Regions from separate parts of the Mus musculus genome. Here region 2 is linked to region 1. The links are chromatin contacts, called in public Hi-C maps. All regions are on one chromosome and are shown on one strand. The core of a region is the stretch at or near the end of the contact, and the rest is flanking DNA. Distances in the headings are between cores, read along the strand shown. Region 1 overlaps Arhgef28 (Rho guanine nucleotide exchange factor (GEF) 28). Region 2 holds the start of Enc1 (ectodermal-neural cortex 1).

Region 1 (3,214 bases), core at 32-2,531:
GGGGGATCTTTATAGAATTCAGAGACATAGGGCAGTGTTGGGAGGGCTGGCTACATAATTTAGCTGTGAGGTTTTTTTCTTAAGACCATGATCATTCTACATAATCTATCCACAAGTAAGGTCACTGCGACAGACAGCCTCTCTAGAAAAGGACTTAGAATGCCTTCCACCATCTTTGGACTTTTCTCCTCTGCTCCGTTTTATCTGTGTTGATGAGATGACCTGAAGATAGTACGTCTGAAGAGATGATCCTTAAATGACAGTTGCTAAAATAAAGTCCAACAAAACACTTGTATAAAAACTACACAATATTGAGAGTTCAAAACTCTAAATGCCTAGAGGCTGGAGAGATGGCTTAGCAGTTTAAAATACCTGCTACTCTTGCAGAAGACCGAGATTCATTTCCCAGGACCCACATGGAAACTCACAACTTTCTATAACTACAGTTCCAGGGGATCTGATGCCCTCTTCTGACCTTTGCTGCTACCAGGAATAAAAGTAGTTCACAGACATAAGCAGGCAAAACACACGCGTGCATATAAGGTTTAAACGTTTTGAAAAAAATCTAAATGAATACAAAGCTTTATCAAGATTATTACACAGTTCCCATTTTCAAGCCAGAATTGAAAGATATAGACACAGGACTCTGTAGAACAGAGTAGAAACCCCCGCACACAAGTGATTTCTGGCAAAGGCACAAAACCCAGCTCATTAGGGGCAGGGGACGAGAACTGCCTTTCTATAATTGTACAAAAACAGAAGAGAAGAGAAACAGAAGTGAATCTCAACCTTATACAACTGACTTAAAAAAAAAAACCTACTAGAAAATCCACAAAATGCATTTTTAGATTTTATTCCAACAAAGTCAAAACCTGGGTTTGTACCTAACCATGGCAAGTTGATCAGTAATGGGTATTAACTAGAAGTAATGAGATGTCTTCCTATAAGTGAGCAATGTAGAAACGCAGGGTACATCCACAGCATCGAATACTCTTTACTAGGAAAAAAAGAACTAACTACTGGACAGATATAACCACTGATATGATTAAAAGAATTGTGTCATTTCCCTAAAGACTATATACTATGTATTTCCATTTATAAAATGTTTTTGAAAAAAAAATAACAGAAGTAAACAGTTTCCAGGACTTAACAGAGGAGTTGGGAGTGGGGCAAGAGGGAAGTAGGAAGCCCTGTGACAAGATCATTGTCCAGATGGTATGGAGATTAGCATGCTGACCGTGGTGTCAGCATGCTTTGTTACAACTGGAGGAATGACAATGCAAGCAATTAAAATTCTACTTAGCAAATCTCAGATCTTAGCTCGTTCCTATGGAAACCACGGAGAGGCAGAACACTGAGCCTCATTTTTTTTTTTTTTAACAAATTTTGGGTAAGCCTTTTGTCCCTGAAGCTAAAATGAAAGAACTTGGACCATATCCACCATTTCCCACCCACACACGAGTCTCTGCTGACTCCGTGCCAGCACACCTAACCCCAGCCTTCTGAAGCATGTATCCAGTTAAACCCTAGGCTGCACCAAGTCTGCCTTCCTACACCCTGAAACACCTGTCTGCTCCTTTGTTCCCTGGAAACCCAGCCCCTCAACCACCGGCTAAGAACAGTGCGAGAGGAATAGCCAGGAACTCTGGCCACACGCCACACTGACCATACCAACAAGGGACAGGAACACAGACAAGTTCATCCATTTCCCAAAAGGGAAATCTATGCTTTAACCCTTGGGCTGCTGGGCCCAGGTCCAGTGATGCCGATGACACGACTGTTGTCCCTGCTTCAGCCACACAAAATTAAACACGGAACTGATAAAGACACACATTTCCATTAAATATGAAAAAACGATAATCTAAGAACAAAACCGGTTTCAATGATTAGAGTTCAAGAAGGATCAAATTGTGACTATTTATATTAAGGAAAGAGAAATTCAGATAACTTCACATGACAGAATTAAAACCTTCCCTTTCGGTTTTGAATGCTCTCTGCATCCTGACAATTTTATTTAAACTATGTTGCAAAGTCCCTCATGCCACCCTGTTTCAGATAGGCGTCAGAGACAGAACGGAGCTCAGACTGTAAACTACAAAGCAGATCTCTCTCTGGTTAAAAGTTTCTAACACAGACCTTCCCGTTGTTAGACCTGTAAGAGTGGTTACCAGGCAACATGCCCCCACATTTGTATATGCATTGAAAATGTTGTATTTAATTCCATCTATGCCATCAGTGAACCAACTTTTCTATCTTTCACATACAGACCAACAGCTTAACTCCATGGCTGCCTTGGGTAGAGTGGGAACATTTCAAATACTGTAATTCTTAGAGAAGGTGACACTTCAACATCCACCTAGGAAACGCCACACTAAAGCAATAAGCTGATGCTACACCTGGTGTGTCTGTCTGTCTGTCTGTCTCTCTCTCTCTCTCTCTCTCTCATCAATCATTCAACAAATACTCCAAGTCTAAGGATCCACAGATCCACTGTAGGCGCTGGAATATGTTAATAAACAAATGAGAAGAACTCTTTTGTTCCGGGATTCACAACCTCCAGACAGTAAAGACTTTCTTGCAGTTTGCCAAGCCAGGTCCTGAGCCATACACAGGAGATAGTCATTGGCGGTCAGAAGCCCTCTGACATCTGTTATGCAGCCAGGATCCACCAACACCCAATAAAAGAAAGCCCCTGGCCCCTACCTAGCAACTGTAATAAAATCGCTTCTATTTCTCCAAGGGATTTTAATCAATAAAGAGTCTGCAAAGGAGAGCTGTAGAAAGGGCTAAGAGATTAAGAACACTTGTTACTCTTGCAGGGGACTTGGGTTTCTTTACCAGCACCCACATGGTAGCTCACAACCATCTGTAACTCCAGTGCCAGGGGATCTGATACTGTGTTCTATCGTCTGTGGGCAGCAGTCATGCACAAAGTGCACAGACATTGCATTCAGACAAAACATTCATTCTTACAAAATGAATAAATCTAAAAAGGGAGTTCTGCAAACATTAAGGGTTCTGAGCCCGGCTCAACACCCTTCTTACCTGTTGTACCAGAATGTCTCCAATTTGGTTGATCACAAAGTTCCTGTCACTGCCAGCGCAGGACTCCTGCCTGCGCTCCTTCATGCTGAAGAAGAAGTGCCGGTGAGTCTCCAGCAGCTCATCTAAGCAGGGGAAGATCTTGTCCACCGTGCTGTGGTCCAGCTGCAGT
Region 2 (3,235 bases), core at 631-3,130, 720 kb before region 1:
TGTTAGTGCCCTAAACCCACATATTTGTGTTTGACCCAAACCCAGACAGATGAAAACAAAGAAAAAGGGCCAGAAAGTGCACAGTAGTGGGCTTTGGTGCCTCCACAGGACATAGAAATATGCTTTTAAAAGACTCGGAGACCTGTTCCTATCTTCCTCTCGTCAGAGCCTATCTCTGATGCGAACTCCGTTTCCATCCGTTTGCTTTCTATTGGTTGTAATCTTTCTCTCCTTGGGAACGGAATTCTGCCTGCCTGGCTCCTTGCTGCCCCTGGGGGCCTCCACACCTGGTTCTTACCTTGAATCCCTCGAGCTTTTTCCCTGGCTCTGTAAAGCAAAATGGAGCCAAGACGCTATCAAAAATTAAAATAGGAAACAGATTTGAAAAGGCTGTCGTGAGGCTGACGAGTTAATGCTAAGAAAGGACTTAAGAGGGCACTGTCTTTCTTTGCGATGAGCAAAATCTATCAGCCTCAATAGCAGAGGAAGCCAGAGAGAGGGAGCTGGGATAAAGGACCAACCCTGCGGGTTTCAGCAGTCTGTGGTCTCAGGAAGCGCCATGTGGAGCCTCCTGCGCCGGTTTAAACCATTGCTACGCCTGGTGTCTTAAGAAAAGGAAGACTGGGGGCGAAGCGTTGGGGAGATGAAGAGGATAGGGCAAACTCCCTGGCCACTACTGAGGCCCTGCAGGTCTCCAGCCAGGCAATTCACATCGCCAAAGACCTCTCTTTCCTCACCTGCACAATAAAGGGTTTGGGCTAATAATCTATACAATTCGTCCCTACATATCTCAAATGCCGAATAAGAGCCAACTCAAAGTGTCGTTTTAGCTCCCAGCACAGAGAGTCAAAAATGAGAGTCATAAACAGTTGTGGCCACGTTTGTTTATTTATTTATTTATTTATTTATTTATTTATTTATTTATTTAGGATAGAGTTCCTTCTTTTGCTAGGCCCTCGAGACTTTAGGTGTGTGTGTGGGGTGATGGTTGTTGTTTTTTTTGGGGGGGGGGGACACGCTATTTCTTGACTGAACTCCAGACTCCACCAACCAACCAAACCCAGGAAAGGCCAAGTCTCCGAAGGTAACAGACATCTTCCCTACCAGGAGGAGGCAGCGTGTCTGCTCCTTGGAGGAGTTGGCTTTGAATCTAGCGGCCCTGGGCGATTGGTTGCGAAACACGTGGGCCCTCAGGACCCAGCTGGGGTTGCTGCGGCTCCAGCTCCGAGCGAGACAGAGTCCTGCCGCGGCTTCCTCACCAACTTGGGGTGGAGAAGGAAGCCCCCCACAAGAGTTTGGAGTCTGGCCTCTTGCCAGCAAGTAACCCAATGTCCACTTGCGCAACCTGCAGTGTTCCCCGAGGTCCAGACCTAGGCTTCTTCCCTTGCTCCTGCGGGAACTAGGCTCTGCCTGCCGCTGGGGTGTCTAACCCAGTGAGTGCATGCGGGAGCGGTGGATCCCCAGCTTGGCCTTGGCTACTCCACTGAGCATTCTTAGGATCCCGGCACCCTCGAGCGCAGGAAAGCGCCTAGGGCTGCTTTCCCCTGAGTTGGGTGCCCCAGCCCCCGACCTAGCCTTGAATGGGGTTGACCCGAGGAGGCGAAGACCCTCCGAGCCTCTAAAACTTATTTTCTTCCCGGTCCCCGAGGGCTGCAGCTGCCCGTTGCTGAGCGAGGGCGTCCGCTTTGTCTCCGTTCGCTCCCCGCCCCACTCCCCTAGTTCCTCTCCGGCTAACCGCCCCCCCCGTCATCCCCCCCCCCAGCTCCTCCCGCTCCTGCCCGCGTAGTGGACGCGCTTCCTCCCTCCTCCCCCTAGCGAGTCTCTTTGCATACGCGCCCCCTCCCGGGCGCAACTTATAGGCCGGCGCACGGTGGCCCGGCGCAGTCAGCTCCCGCAGCCTCAGAGCCAGCGGCGCGACGGAGGCGCTGCAGAGACCCGGAGCCGACGCCAGGCGGCCGCCAGCGCTCACGCCGCAACCCCGTTCCCTCCCCCTGCGTGCAGACCGCCTTCCTCCGCGGCGCGGCCGCCGCAGGCTCACTCTCCCCTGGCTAGGCGCGCGCCGGCAGACGCTTGGCCCGGCCGGGGCGCCAGGTCCGTAGCAGCAGATCCGGAGACCGAGGTCAGCTGCCTGCCGAAACCAGCCCGGGAGCCACTACCCCGGACGCTATCGCCTCCCTTCCCAGCGCTCCTTTCTCCCCGGCGATCGCCACCGCTTCCTGGAACAGAGACGCCCTTCGTCGGCTCCCTGCGGGTGACCGAGGCAAGAACCGCAGCCGGTTGTGTGCAGAGGCCAGCCGCCACTACTGTAAGTTTGCCCTGCAACCCCAAACCTGTTGCGGGCGCCCGGGTTTCGGGCGGTGGGAGTCGGCCGCGGGGTGTGCTTGGGAGCATCGAGCCGGCGCCCGCCACCCTGGCTGAGGCTTAAGCCCAGGAGGTGCTCTCGAGGCAGAACAGTCGCTGGAGTGGGAACGGCACTGGGAGAGCAACTTGCCTCCCCTCTGCGGTGTAACGCCCGGGCAAGTATCGGTGGGTGCGAGGAACCAGGTTGGGGATAATATCCCGGCTCCTAGCAGTCTCCAGGAAGCCCAGCGCGTGGGATCGGTTCCCCAGGGTGCCTCGTAGCCGGCTTTGGGGGGCGGTGGAGGCCATGCGCAGACCTCCTCCTGCGGCCACTTGACTGCAGCCAAATGAATGAAAACTGGTTCCTGAAAAACGAGTTTCTTCTCCTGCAAGCTTTTGCCTTTTAGAATGACATTATTAATTTCAAAGGCTAGGTAGGAATTGGTGGGCGGGGTGGAGATGAAACAGTGGACTTGGACTTGTAATTTGGTGTCGTCCTCACTGGCATGTCCAGCGTGTTGAGAGTAGCCGTTGCAAGTGTTGGAGGGGACGGCGTGGCCAAGAGCTATTTTGGTAAACATCTTTATAGTGTGGCTCCGTTGTTGTCAGTAATGTGAGTGCTTGGGAACGTCTGCCTGGCTTCTTTGCTCGTGGGATCGAGATCAGGCTTAACCAGGAGAGAGATGGAGGTGCTCCCAGTGTTGGAGGCAGACGTCCTGCCTGGAAGCAGCAGGAAGTGAACTGAAGTCACTGAACTAGGTGCCCTTTTGATGTTCACAGTAATAGCAGTCTTTTTCTCTGCCTTCTTTGTAGACGCAAGTTAAGTATATGTGTGCATTTTGGGGGTCATTTCCTTAGCATGCAGATTTATGTCTCTGGGGTCTTTAAAAAATGT

What was found. Hi-C and Micro-C count contacts between places; a contact is called where the count stands out from the background.
Region 2: a contact with region 1 is called in a Hi-C map of bone marrow-derived macrophages, with 29 read pairs. The contact joins the promoter of Enc1 here to the enhancer-like site in region 1. A contact is called at or near these places in 3 of 39 promoter capture datasets (embryonic stem cells, frontonasal cranial neural crest and pre-B cells), 3 of 15 datasets of contacts at CTCF or cohesin (CD8 T cells and the NIH/3T3 cell line), 66 of 484 Hi-C or Micro-C datasets (B cells, B-cell progenitors, CD4 single positive thymocytes and 48 more), 39 of 115 datasets of contacts at active chromatin or transcription factors (CD8 T cells, the HPC-7 cell line, T-cell acute lymphoblastic leukemia and 28 more) and 4 of 9 other capture datasets (adipose tissue, liver, macrophages and 1 more).

The regions. Positions count from the first base shown.
Region 1 is chr13:97,958,255-97,961,468 of GRCm38.p6, forward strand. Arhgef28 (Rho guanine nucleotide exchange factor (GEF) 28) reads right to left here. Exons shown (of 36, transcript NM_012026.2): 22 at 3,046-3,214. Among named protein-coding and RNA genes, the nearest start is that of Gm34388, 66 kb to the left of the region's middle. Within about 2 kb of position 1,282, at least 30 of the 459 cell types and tissues checked have an H3K27ac peak or open chromatin away from gene starts, as enhancers often do. A contact at or near this core is called in VIP interneurons, bone marrow-derived macrophages, embryonic brain and 5 more, where this site is marked.
Region 2 is chr13:97,239,225-97,242,459 of GRCm38.p6, forward strand. Enc1 (ectodermal-neural cortex 1) reads left to right here and starts at 1,881. Exons shown (of 3, transcript NM_007930.4): 1 at 1,881-2,305.